2 separate regions of the Mus musculus genome follow, and region 1 is linked to region 2. A link is a contact called in public Hi-C data. All regions are on one chromosome and are shown on one strand. Each heading gives the region's core, a stretch centred on a gene start, on an enhancer-like site or on the middle of the called end of the contact. The rest is flanking DNA. Distances are from core to core; before and after follow the strand shown.

The links. Hi-C and Micro-C count contacts between places; a contact is called where the count stands out from the background.
Region 1: a contact with region 2 is called in a Hi-C map of cortical neurons. The contact joins two enhancer-like sites. A contact is called at or near these places in 1 of 39 promoter capture datasets (the 3T3-L1 cell line), 3 of 484 Hi-C or Micro-C datasets (bone marrow-derived macrophages, cerebellar granule neurons and cortical neurons) and 3 of 115 datasets of contacts at active chromatin or transcription factors (the NIH/3T3 cell line and embryonic stem cells).

Annotation. Positions count from the first base shown.
Region 1 is chr15:39,767,276-39,772,606 of GRCm38.p6, forward strand. It overlaps a transcript of Dpys not described here. Among named protein-coding and RNA genes, the nearest start is that of Dcstamp, 24 kb to the left of the region's middle. Within about 2 kb of position 2,281, at least 17 of the 459 cell types and tissues checked have an H3K27ac peak or open chromatin away from gene starts, as enhancers often do. A contact at or near this core is called in cortical neurons, where this site is marked.
Region 2 is chr15:39,360,365-39,366,140 of GRCm38.p6, forward strand. The region is part of intron 5 of Rims2 (regulating synaptic membrane exocytosis 2); the gene reads left to right. Among named protein-coding and RNA genes, the nearest start is that of Rims2, 160 kb to the left of the region's middle. Within about 2 kb of position 1,252, at least 10 of the 459 cell types and tissues checked have an H3K27ac peak or open chromatin away from gene starts, as enhancers often do. A contact at or near this core is called in cortical neurons, where this site is marked.

The sequences.
Region 1 (5,331 bases), core at 1,031-3,530, 410 kb after region 2:
GGTGTCTATGTAATTAACTGTGTAACTGGTTATACACATAGGACTTCCACCTACTATTGATGAGCCATTGAATTTCTTCAATAACACAAAATGCTAATTGCCTGCCAACCAATACACTGCCTCCCTCTCTGTGGTCCAATTGCTTACTTGTGTGAATTCGTGAGGATAGACAATTTTGTCTATTCTTATCCATTTAATAAACATGACTTGCTGCTAAATGTATCTTTGTTTAGATGATTAAACTTGATTACATTTTTTTTTGTTAAATTTAGGGGATGATAGATAAATTTGCTGTAAAGGTGAAGGCAACCTTGTAAAACTACACAGTATGATAGAATGAACAGATTTTTAGACTGGGGAAAGCTGGATCCGAATCCCTGTGCTAAGCATTAGTGATATAAATGTAAGCAGCTTAGTGCTTGTCTCTCTGAGCCTGCTTCCATATGTATAGCTAAGACATAGCAATCCGCCCCATAGACACTCAATGAGATGACATGTGTAAAAGCTGGTGAACATCTCCCCTCCAAGTTAAATAAATAAATGCAGGCCCCTCTGGTTTTCTTCTCTCTAGTTGTTACCCTCTTTTTTTCAACTTCTGGCAATAAGTCTGATACACAGAGTAAAAACAGTGGAGAAGGACTTTTGACTAGGCCTGAGAGACAGCAGACCTCTGTGACAGTCCAGGTGGCAAATAGTTGAGGCTTTGCCTTCATACAGTCTCCGGTGCAATGACTTGACTTTGTCATTATAATCACAATGGCTGCATGAGCAAGTTTGCCTTCCAGTAAACATTTACTGGAAGAGCAAGCAGTAGGCTGTGTTGAGCTTGCATGATGTAACTGAACACCTGATAGTGCAGAAAGGCATTTGAGAAGTCCGTGGATGGCACAGGACATGGTATCATGGAGAGTCTTTTAAGTTAGAAACAGAGATGCTCCCAGATCTTCCCCAACACCTTGTTTTAAATGCCAGCTAGCTGGCTGACTTTACAAGTGACCTCCCCATCCCCCCCACCCCACCCCGGCTCAGAGATCATCTCTCAAAGGGCCGAGCTCAATAATCTCCAAGGAAACTGCTACTTCTTCAAACCTAGGATCCTAGGGAGACAGCAGTCCGCTGGAGAGAACCTCAAAGGTGGCCTGAGTCTTGGCATTTGATTGGCTTCCTCTTTCATGGTTGGTCAGTGAAACATAAAGAACAACAGGAGCTCTTGGGGTATTAGTGTGATTTATTTTCTGAAAGGGGGGGAAGATAACATTAGGTCAAAAGAAATGTTCTTTTTCAGAGGCAATTGGAACCGTTATTCAGTTCTAAATGTCATGTGTAATTTCATACAGTTTAAAGCCAGAGTGTGGTGTCAGTGGCAGACGACCTGAAAATTGAAGTCTTGCTTCTCCACAGCAAGCGGTGCACTGGCTGTAAACATGATATATTAATTAGAGGAGAAAGAAATCAATCGAAATTGTTTTGAAAAGGAAAGCGTCATAGAAAAGTGTTTATACAGGAATAATAAGGCCCCGTGTGTTGCAAATGGATGCATTAATATGTTGAAGAAAATACATATTCTTTCAAAATCCTTGATGTAATGAATTTTTTTAAAAAAATGCTGAACTCAGAATTTAGAGAATGAGTTTATTATTCAGGTGCTGTTGTGAGGTGACCCAAGTCCTTCTCCCTCCTGGCTCAAATCAGCTCTTCCCAGAAAACATAGTAAGTCTTACTATCCTTGCTGGGTGTCGGGCACATTACTGAGTGTAACATCTCACCAAATTTCTGATGGTATTGCAGTTTTAGGAATGAGGAAACTGAAGCACAGAGAAGCTTGTTCCAGAAGCAGACTTGAACGCAGGTCTTTGCTGCACAGTACATCAGCATGTTTTCTCTACTGGGCTCTTTGGATCAACCGTTCCTAATGAGCTTGAAGCAGAGCTGGTGCCTAAACCTTCCTTTCCTCCTACTTCATCTTGGCTGTCTTTCAGAAACCTGAGTGATCAAAACACAAAGAGAGAGAGAGAGAGCACGACAGCTATAGATTTTTTTCTATCTCTGAAAAGCAAATGAATGGAGACTTTCCAGATTATCCCAATTTATGATAATGACTCATTCCTCTGTATTCAGATATGTGGTTTTTAATAATACATCACACATGGGTGAATAATTTACCTTGGCTTTCCAGCTAGATTTTAACATTCTTATGAATAGAGAACATATGTCTTACTCCTTCGCTTATCTACCACAGTAATTAGTAGTCAGCCTGTCAATAGCACACAGCTTCCTGGAGAACACGTCATGCCAGCTGGGTGCGCTAGGGTGTGTCTGTGATTCCTGCACTTGGAAACAAAGGCAGGAAGATGGCTGCAGGTTCAAGGCCAGCCTGGTCTACACAGGCTAGCAAGGGTTAAAGAATGAGACCTCATCGTATGTGTGTGTATAAATATGCATAGATACATATGAGTGTATGTGTATACATATATGTGTGTGCACGCGTCTGTGTGTGTATATTGAATGAGGAGATGAAGGACCTAGACCAGGAATTCCTCAAGACTGATCCAAGGCAGAACACCACAAGTCTCTATAGCTTCTTTGGAGGAAATAATTTGCTTTCAAAGTAGAGCCAACAAACTCCATGCAAGATGTTCCTGGTTCATTTGGGTGTCCCCTAGGTGAGTCCCTTGCAATGCCACGCTTCTCCAGCTTCAGTAACTTGTGTGTGACCACTGTTCTTTCTATCCTATTTATATAGGCTCTGCTCTGTCATTTACTTAAACATTCTCTGAGTGAACTCAGCACTTTTACTTAAAGGAATTATTTAAATTGCTAATAATAATATCTCATGCAATACAAGCAGCGTGTATGTTGCTTGTGTCTATGTATATTATTCAGGAAGTTAATAACAGCAACAGCAATAACAACAAAACAAATAGATGCACTGTGTTTTTTTCTGAACGCTTTCAGTCTTTGATTGCCTGTGTGGAAGAGGTAGAGAGTCAGCTACACACACACACACACACACACACACACACACAAAACAAACCCTACTCTCACTTATAAGTCCTCGTTTGGCAGAACTTGCCCCCCCCACTCCCATTCTGTGTTGAAGAGCTTATGGAACTGCACTGAAGGGTCAAGGCATTTATTTATACACCAACTCCAGTGAGTGGGTAGCTGTGGGCAGCTGAGTTTGGGCACTGTCTCTTCCCTGGCACTCGAGGCTGCACCAAGAGCTTTCCCTATCTGTGAGCTTGAGTATTGGGATGGGATGGAGATGCAGTAGAGCCTAGATATCACAATATCCATCCCCCCCCCCATCAAAGAACTGTGATAGGGTACAGCCCATAACCACCTAGCACACCGCTGTCACTAAAGTCTTGTTGTTGGCTGGGATGTAACTCTTGCCATAAAGCTCTTTGCAACCATTCTCGACTGCTTTCCTCCAATGAAATGCCTACTACTAGTGAAGGGGTATACAAGTAGAAAAATAATTTTGCCGGAAAATATGCATACATTTTTCTATCATCTACACTACAAAGGCAGCCCTCGTTGAATGAGGGGGGGGGAACCCACTGGCCATTAATTCAGCTTAAACCAATGAATGACTTCTTGCATGTCTGTGTGGCTCAACCATGAAATCCTAGAGAACTTCCAGAGAGCCATGACCCGGAACACCCTGCTCCTCTTCAGAACACTATTTATAGTGTGTCCCGTGTGCAGCCGACTTTAAAGTTTTCGTCTCCAATGTTCCTCAGCCTGTGTAGATGGCATTTATGCAATTCAGAAAAAGACGCTTTGACAAGATTAGTCAGCAGCAAGGTCCTCTGACGCAGCTCCATCTAGTTAAAAATAGAAAGAGGATGCTTTGCCTAAGTCATCGTGCTGGGTGGCATTAGAGAACTGACCACAGTTTTGGTTCCCACATCCTGTTCTTTTATCCAGAAATAGACGAAAACTCTGTCCCTGGATTTTCGACAAGACCTTTTGCTTCTGTGACCTTGGCTTTCTTCTCATTCTTCTTGTTCTGTGTTCTTCTGCCCACTTTCCTCCCTGCACTCTGTAATATAAAATCTCAACTGTCAGCCAGGGGCTCTAGAGTCTGTTCTGACCTCTACTCTGTCTCCCCACCCAACCCCTGGTCCCAGGGGTTGCAAACTCTAGGCCAAATTGACAGTGTGACCTAAAGTCTGGCAGGTGTGTGAGGCAGCCCACTTATATCTCATCTGCAGGATGAGGAAGCTCCTACTGCATTTCCTACAGAGCCACTGGCTTTTTCCAGAACATTCAAAGACGCAGGTTATTATGGGAACTCATCTAATTATTAATGTTAGAAATAAAATTGTATTTTACTGTGTTTTAAAATAAAGTAGAACCCAGAGCATGAACTTTAGTTTGTAGATTCTGCTCCAGTGTTTTTTGGAGATTTTGTATGTTGAGAAAATGGGACTCTACAAAATCTAGAAGTTCTAGGTGAAACTGTCTGCCTTTTCTCATTCTTGACTTATGATACTAAAAGGGTATGAGTCTATAACAGAAGCCCTGGAATCCGATTTACCACTGGCTCTGTGTAGCTATAGAACTTCATACTAACTGCTTCAGTGGCAATGACCTTCAGACATCTACAAACCTCCATCGGCCTGTCTTTCTCATCTTAGAGACTGACTCCCCACAGCAGTTGATGGTCCATATATTTTTTTCATTTTCTCACATTAGAGGGCAGCTTTGTTGGCGGCCTGTTTTGTGTAAACCCCAAGCAGTAACATTGATGAAGCACTCAGAAAGTCTCCTTCCCTTGGGGCAACTATCATCATTCCTAGCACCTGCTACTTTCTGTTTCCATCTCTGCTACAGCATCTCAGTCCTCTGACCCTTTTCTCTATAAACAAAACAACAACAACTGTAGGACTATGAAAGGCAGCCTGATTTCTGGTTGAGCTAGGTTGGAAACCTGGAGACCCTGCAGTGGATAACCCTGCCACACTCCTTAACACCAGGCTCCTGACACATGGTTGCAGCTCTCCATAATTCTGTGGCCATCAGTCACATAAGGGCAACGCCCCAAGCCTCTCCACAGGTAGAGGATGTGACTACAGATCATATAGCCTGAAGACAGATCTCCATTTTAATGAACTACCTAAAGGCCTGGAGGCTTAGCCAATGATACTAAAACATTCCTCCCTGCAACAAAGTATTTAACCTCAAGCCTGCCCTGAGAAAGTGGGGTACAGTTTACTCTTGGCCACTCTCAGCCATGACAATAAATGCCTTAGAACCATGGACTGTCTCTTTTCATCAGGACCTGTTGTGAGGAAGCAATGGAACAGGCCTTGGTCTAAAGAG
Region 2 (5,776 bases), core at 2-2,501:
AAATTTCTGTGTGAACATGTTTTTAGTTCTCTTTATGTATAATAGTCTCAGTGAATACAAATTGTTCTTGTTTCCAAATCTGTAATGTTGGACATTTTCTTATGATTATTGGCTACTTATGTTTATTATTTGGATTATTTTTAATTAATTACTTTATTAAGGTTATTTTAAAACCATATTTACCAAAATTAAAACATTCTCAAGATTTCTAAATACGGTATCATTAAATTATAAAATAATGATTTATCTGAAATTTCTACCAGTGTGGCAGTAGGTACAGAATTATCCTTTTAAAATATGATTATCCTACTTCTTAGACTTTTTACTGAGTGATAAATATTTTCCTTTACTGGCTTGAGATGCTTATTTATAACACTTGATTATTATATGCAAGATTATATTTATAGCATTCAGTTCTCTTCTGTTAATCTTCTGTACCAACATAATCTCTAGTTATCTAAAAAGGCAATCTTAGCTGTTAGATGTTGAGAGCAATGAAACTTGGCAGCATAAATTTTAGTACTATCTTTAAGTTCATAGATAGTTAGCCGTCTTCTAATGTGTATTGAAGGATGTAGTAAGTGAACCGGGAAAGGCCTGAGGAGTGGGGAACGTTATATTTTCATGAATAATACTTTCCCATTTATGTAGTTTGAATGTGTCAGTACTAGATAAAAGTAAAAAGAAAAACAGTAATTAAAAAAGAATTGAAGGATGAATTTGTTTTTTGTGAGACAGGCTTTTTCTATAAGCCCTGGCTGTTGTGGAACTTACTCTCTAGACCAGGCTGGTTGAGATTCACCTGCCTCTGCCCGCCAAGTACTGAGATTTAAAGCATGCCCCACCATCTTCAGACCCCTATAAATATATTTATAATTGACTTCAGCTTGTTAATAAACCCGTACTTATCATTTTTGCCAGCAGATGGCAGAAGTGCACCCTGAAAATATTTGCAATTCAAAGCTGCTCCAGCCAAACCATCACGGCAGAGCTGGTTTAGAGTTTAGAATATGTTTATAACTGTGATTGGAAAATAAAACCACCGGTGGCCTGTACATATTCAATGCTGGAATTTATCTCTAAATATGTGTCTCTAGTCCTGAGGTTTTTATGTTCCAAATTTGTATTTTCAAGTGCAAGTTTTATTCTTGCCTCAATTCCACAAACATTTCAGTATTAAACTCTTGAGTATTGAGTGTTCAGTCCCTCCCAGTGTTAGTTTCCTGCATCCTCTGGCCAAGCAGACAGCACTGTCAGTTATCTCTCATCTCAAGTGTGAACAATGAAATCTCATTTCTAAACCTTTTCCTGTTGCTTGTCATAATTCATTTGTTTGTGATTTTGGTCTCTTCAATCACAGGGTCGTCTTTTGCATCCAGCCTTTCATTTTCCGTGGAGGTCTGTCACTGATTTTGTTTGGACATCAGCTTATCTTGTTTTCTTCTCAGACTATTACTGTGCAGTGAATCTCCAGTGAATTTGTTTCCAGAATCATGCTATTTAAGTAAAGATATGGAAAAGTCATTTTTGATGCTTCCAAATTTGTACTTCAAGTTAAAATTTAAAAAACGAAATATAATTATTTCTCCCTTTCCCTCCCCCTCCCATGTGCACTCCTCAGTTGCTCCGTCTTGAAATCACGAGCGCTTTTCCTTAGTTGCTAGTGTTTTACCTACACAAGCACACACAGATGCCCAAGTATACACACAGAGTCGACTTGGTGTTACTTGAATATACTTAAAAGTTTTAACCCTTAGCTTCTAAGTAGTCAAAATTTCTCACTGAGATTTAAGTTGGGACAATGCATAGGATTGGAACTATGGGCTTGTGCATCTGAGGGCACAGAACTCTAGGGGGCGCCCGTTACTTAAATATGAGTTCTGCAGCCGTAGGTTTGTATTTCTGTGGGGCTGGTTACAGCTATGGAAAGGAATCAAGATAAAGGAAGTGGAAAATGGAAATTTAAGGAATGGGGGAAGTTAGCAATTTTAAATAGTGTGTTGGAAAAGGCCGTACTTAACATTTACACTTGAAGGGAGTTACTAAGCCTGTAAATTGTATCTGCAGGAAGGACACTCTAGGCAGCACCAAGATTACGTGAGGATGAGCTTTGATGTGTCTATCCATTTTTTTTTTTAATTTAAAGCACAGTTCAATTGTCCTACTTATACAAACCTCTCCATATCCATCCAGAATTATATTTTTGTTTATAAAGATACTTTTAAATTAATTTATTCCTTATTACATGAGAGTTTCATAGAAACCTATATTTTGAGCAACTCTACGCTCAATTTTTAATCTTTAATTCCTCCCATATTCTCTCACCATTTTCTCTCCCAACTTTATGTGTGCTTGAAAAGAAATAAAAATTAAAAAAAAACTGAGTCCTCTAAGAGCTGCTTGTGTGTCCATGGGCTTACACCATCCACTGGAGCATGGGGAGATTTCAGGGGCCGGGCCACATTTCTGAAGAAAACCGCCTCTTCCTTGGCAGCAGCACCCACAAGGTCCTTAAGTAAGGGTATGGCTCCATGAGCCCCTCCCCTGTTCATGTGCCTTATGTGGCAGAAAAGACTTTGAAGATGTGACTGAAGTTATGGGCATTGATTATTCTTAGTTATCTCTGTGTGCGCAGTTAACTCTTGTGATTTTAAAAGTGGAGAATCTTTCTGTCTGGATCAAAGAGATTAGGTGGAAGAAGGAAGAGAAATCCAAAGCAGGAGAGGCCATGGCTATATTTGAAGATGGAGGAAAGAGGTTTGAGTCAGTAAAACTAGTAACCTTTAGAACTTAGATATTGTCTTCAATTTGTACCAAAGCGGGTGTTGGTCTTCCAGTCACAGGGCAGAGTCTTGCCAGCAGCTTTAGTGAACAACTCTCCAGTTTTCTTCTGAACCACTGCACCGTGTTATCTCACCTCTTTACTTATGGCTGTTTGTTATAACAACAACAGAAGACTAATGCAGTCCCTAGTGTGTTTCAGTTTTGTTTCCTTAGTTATTTCTGCTTTATTCAACATTTCTTTAGTAACTGGCAGTCAAGGCTAAACTAAAAGGCCTCATGGTTCTAGAGAATCAGTGAACTCACATGTCTTCCTATGGCCTATGCAAGGCTTCTCTGTAGTCTTCATATGTGGGTAGAGATAAATATGTCATAGAGTGTTTATACTTTGTCTCACTAGTTCTTTAAAAGATTTCTCTGCCTCTACTCCTCCCTAGAGTACCGGTACTTCATGGTTCTTACTATTGCGTATCATACTCATTCCTTAATGCTCGCTCTGTAATTGAGACGCTCTGGTAGTGTGGTAGATACGAGGTGCTGCTGCTTTGGGTTTAGTCATTACTTATTATTTTTTGTGGATGTGGTGTGCACATACCAGGTGGTTGGTTGTAATTTTCACTTTTTTAGTTATGTTAAACCTAAGCTGTTTTCCTTGCGTATAGCAGTTATTTGAATTACTGTTACTGTGAATTGAAAATAACGAGCTACCCTTCATTGCTGCCTACTGTTTTTTTGTTGAGTAGACATTTTTATTTTGATATACTCAGATTCATTTTCTGTTTAGTTTTTTGTTTCTTTGGCCATGATTGAGAAGTCATTCTTCATTCAAAATCCAGAATACTTTGTAGTTTCAGCTGTTAGCTTTTTAAATGTTTTTTTTAATTTAATTAAAGTATAATTATACTATTAACCCCTCTGCCCTTTCTTTCTTCAACCCCTCCTATCTCCTCTCTCCAAGCCATTCTCATTCCCTCTCTAATTTGTGGCTTTTTTCTTTCATTATTATTCACACACGCATTCCCCTGTATACACACACACACACACACACACACACACACACACACACACACACCATAAATACAACCAGCTGAGACTATTCATTATTGCTTGTGAAGATGATTTCAGGGTTGACCATTTTGTATTGGATAACCAATTAGGGAAAGAATAATTCTCCTCTTAGCATTCATTAATTATTTGCAGGTTTTTTGTTTGTTTGGTTTTAGTCTGGGGTTGCCTCCCATGAGATTTACCCCTCTCATTAGCCTGTCTATTGGTGGTGTCATTGTTTAGGTCTTGTTTGTGCAGCCACATTGTTGCGGTATCATGGCTGTACCTCTTTCTGCCATTTTTTAGGAAACACAAGCTGACAGCAGCATACTTTCTGGATATCTTTTACCACCTTCTATCTCTCTTTTTAATGTTCCCTGAGCCTTAGGTGCAGGAGTTATGTGGAAGCTTTGTGTGCTGGAGTTGGGCTCCCCATGGTCTGTTGCTCTGCATTATGGCCAGTTCTAGTTGTCTGTGATGGCCTCTATTTGCCGTATGGAGAAGCTTCTTTGATGAGTACTGAGAGTTATACTTGTCTCTGTGCAGAAGAATATGTTCTCAAGTAAAGTGAAGTGCTGTAGCAGGCTCTTCTCATGACCTCCTATCACCAGGTAGTTGGCTAGGTTTCCAGTAGGAGGCATGATTTTCATCCTGTTGGAAGGACCTTAAGTCCAATTAGGCAGATGTTGATTACCACCAAGATCTGGATACTATTGTACCTTTAGGAATGTCTCATGGTGGTTGTGATTTATGCGCAGTAAAACGAAGGAGAGTGCTTTCCTACCTTGGCAGCTGTATTATGAAAGCTAGATTTCATCATGATTGGACTTGACTCTTCTAAGTCCCGTGTCTGCAGTACATGCTGTCTTCAGCAATAGTATCATCTTATCATGTCTGCTTAATAGAATTTGCTGTAGATATGGCAAAGAATTCTAGTTCATCTTTTTACACAATGTAAGCTGTTTTCCCAAGGAGCGGCTATTAAATAACTTAACCCCCCACTAGTTTTTGATCCTACCTGGATGTGATGGTCATATGTCCATTGGCCTACTTTTGAACTCATTTCTATCCTCTTCATCCACTTTCCTTTTTTCTTTTTCTTTTTCTTTTTCTTTTCCTTCCTTCCTTCCTTCCTTCCTTCCTTCCTTCCTTCCTTCCTTCCTTCCTTCCTTTCTTTCTTTCTTTCTTTCTTTCTTTTTTGGTTTTTCGAGACAGGGTTTCTCTGTGTAGCCCTGGCTGTCCTGGAACTCACTTTGTAGACCAGGCTGGCCTCGAACTCAGAAATCCGCCTGCCTCTGCCTCCTAAGTGCTGGGATTAAAGGCGTGTGCCACCACGCCCGGCTTCCTTTTTTCTTTTTAATGATTGGTTTGAAGTCCACATATAAAGTGTGGTGTCCCCCGTGCTTTCATGCTGTCAGTAAACTGGGTTCTTATTTATCCCCTTTCTACACTGCTCCCCTTCACTCCCTTAACCTCACGCTGCTCCTTATCCTCTTATTCTTTTTATGTGTCTATCGGTCACCCAATGGCTTCATTATATCATTGAGTAGAAGTGGTGAAAGTGGTGTTTTTGCTTTGTTTCAAACTATCATGCAAATGTATAAATATTCTAGTCAAATGTGATGTTAGCTATAGATTGTTTTCATAAATACATTCTACTCTTTTGAGGGAATTCTATTACTAGTTTTCTCAGTGCAGTAATGAATGCCTGTGAAGCTTTGACAAATGTTTTTTTCTGCTTCTCTTAAAATGGTAATGTATTTTCCCTTCTTCTGTCTGCTGAGTTACACTGATCATTTTCCAGTGCTGAACCACCTTGTGTTGCTGGATACTTTCTGTTTGGATGGTAATATTCTGTTTAATGTATTTCTGTATCTGATTTATTTGCATTTTATTTAGAGAATTAAAATATTTGTGCTTGTAAGAGATATTAGTATATGGCTTTCTT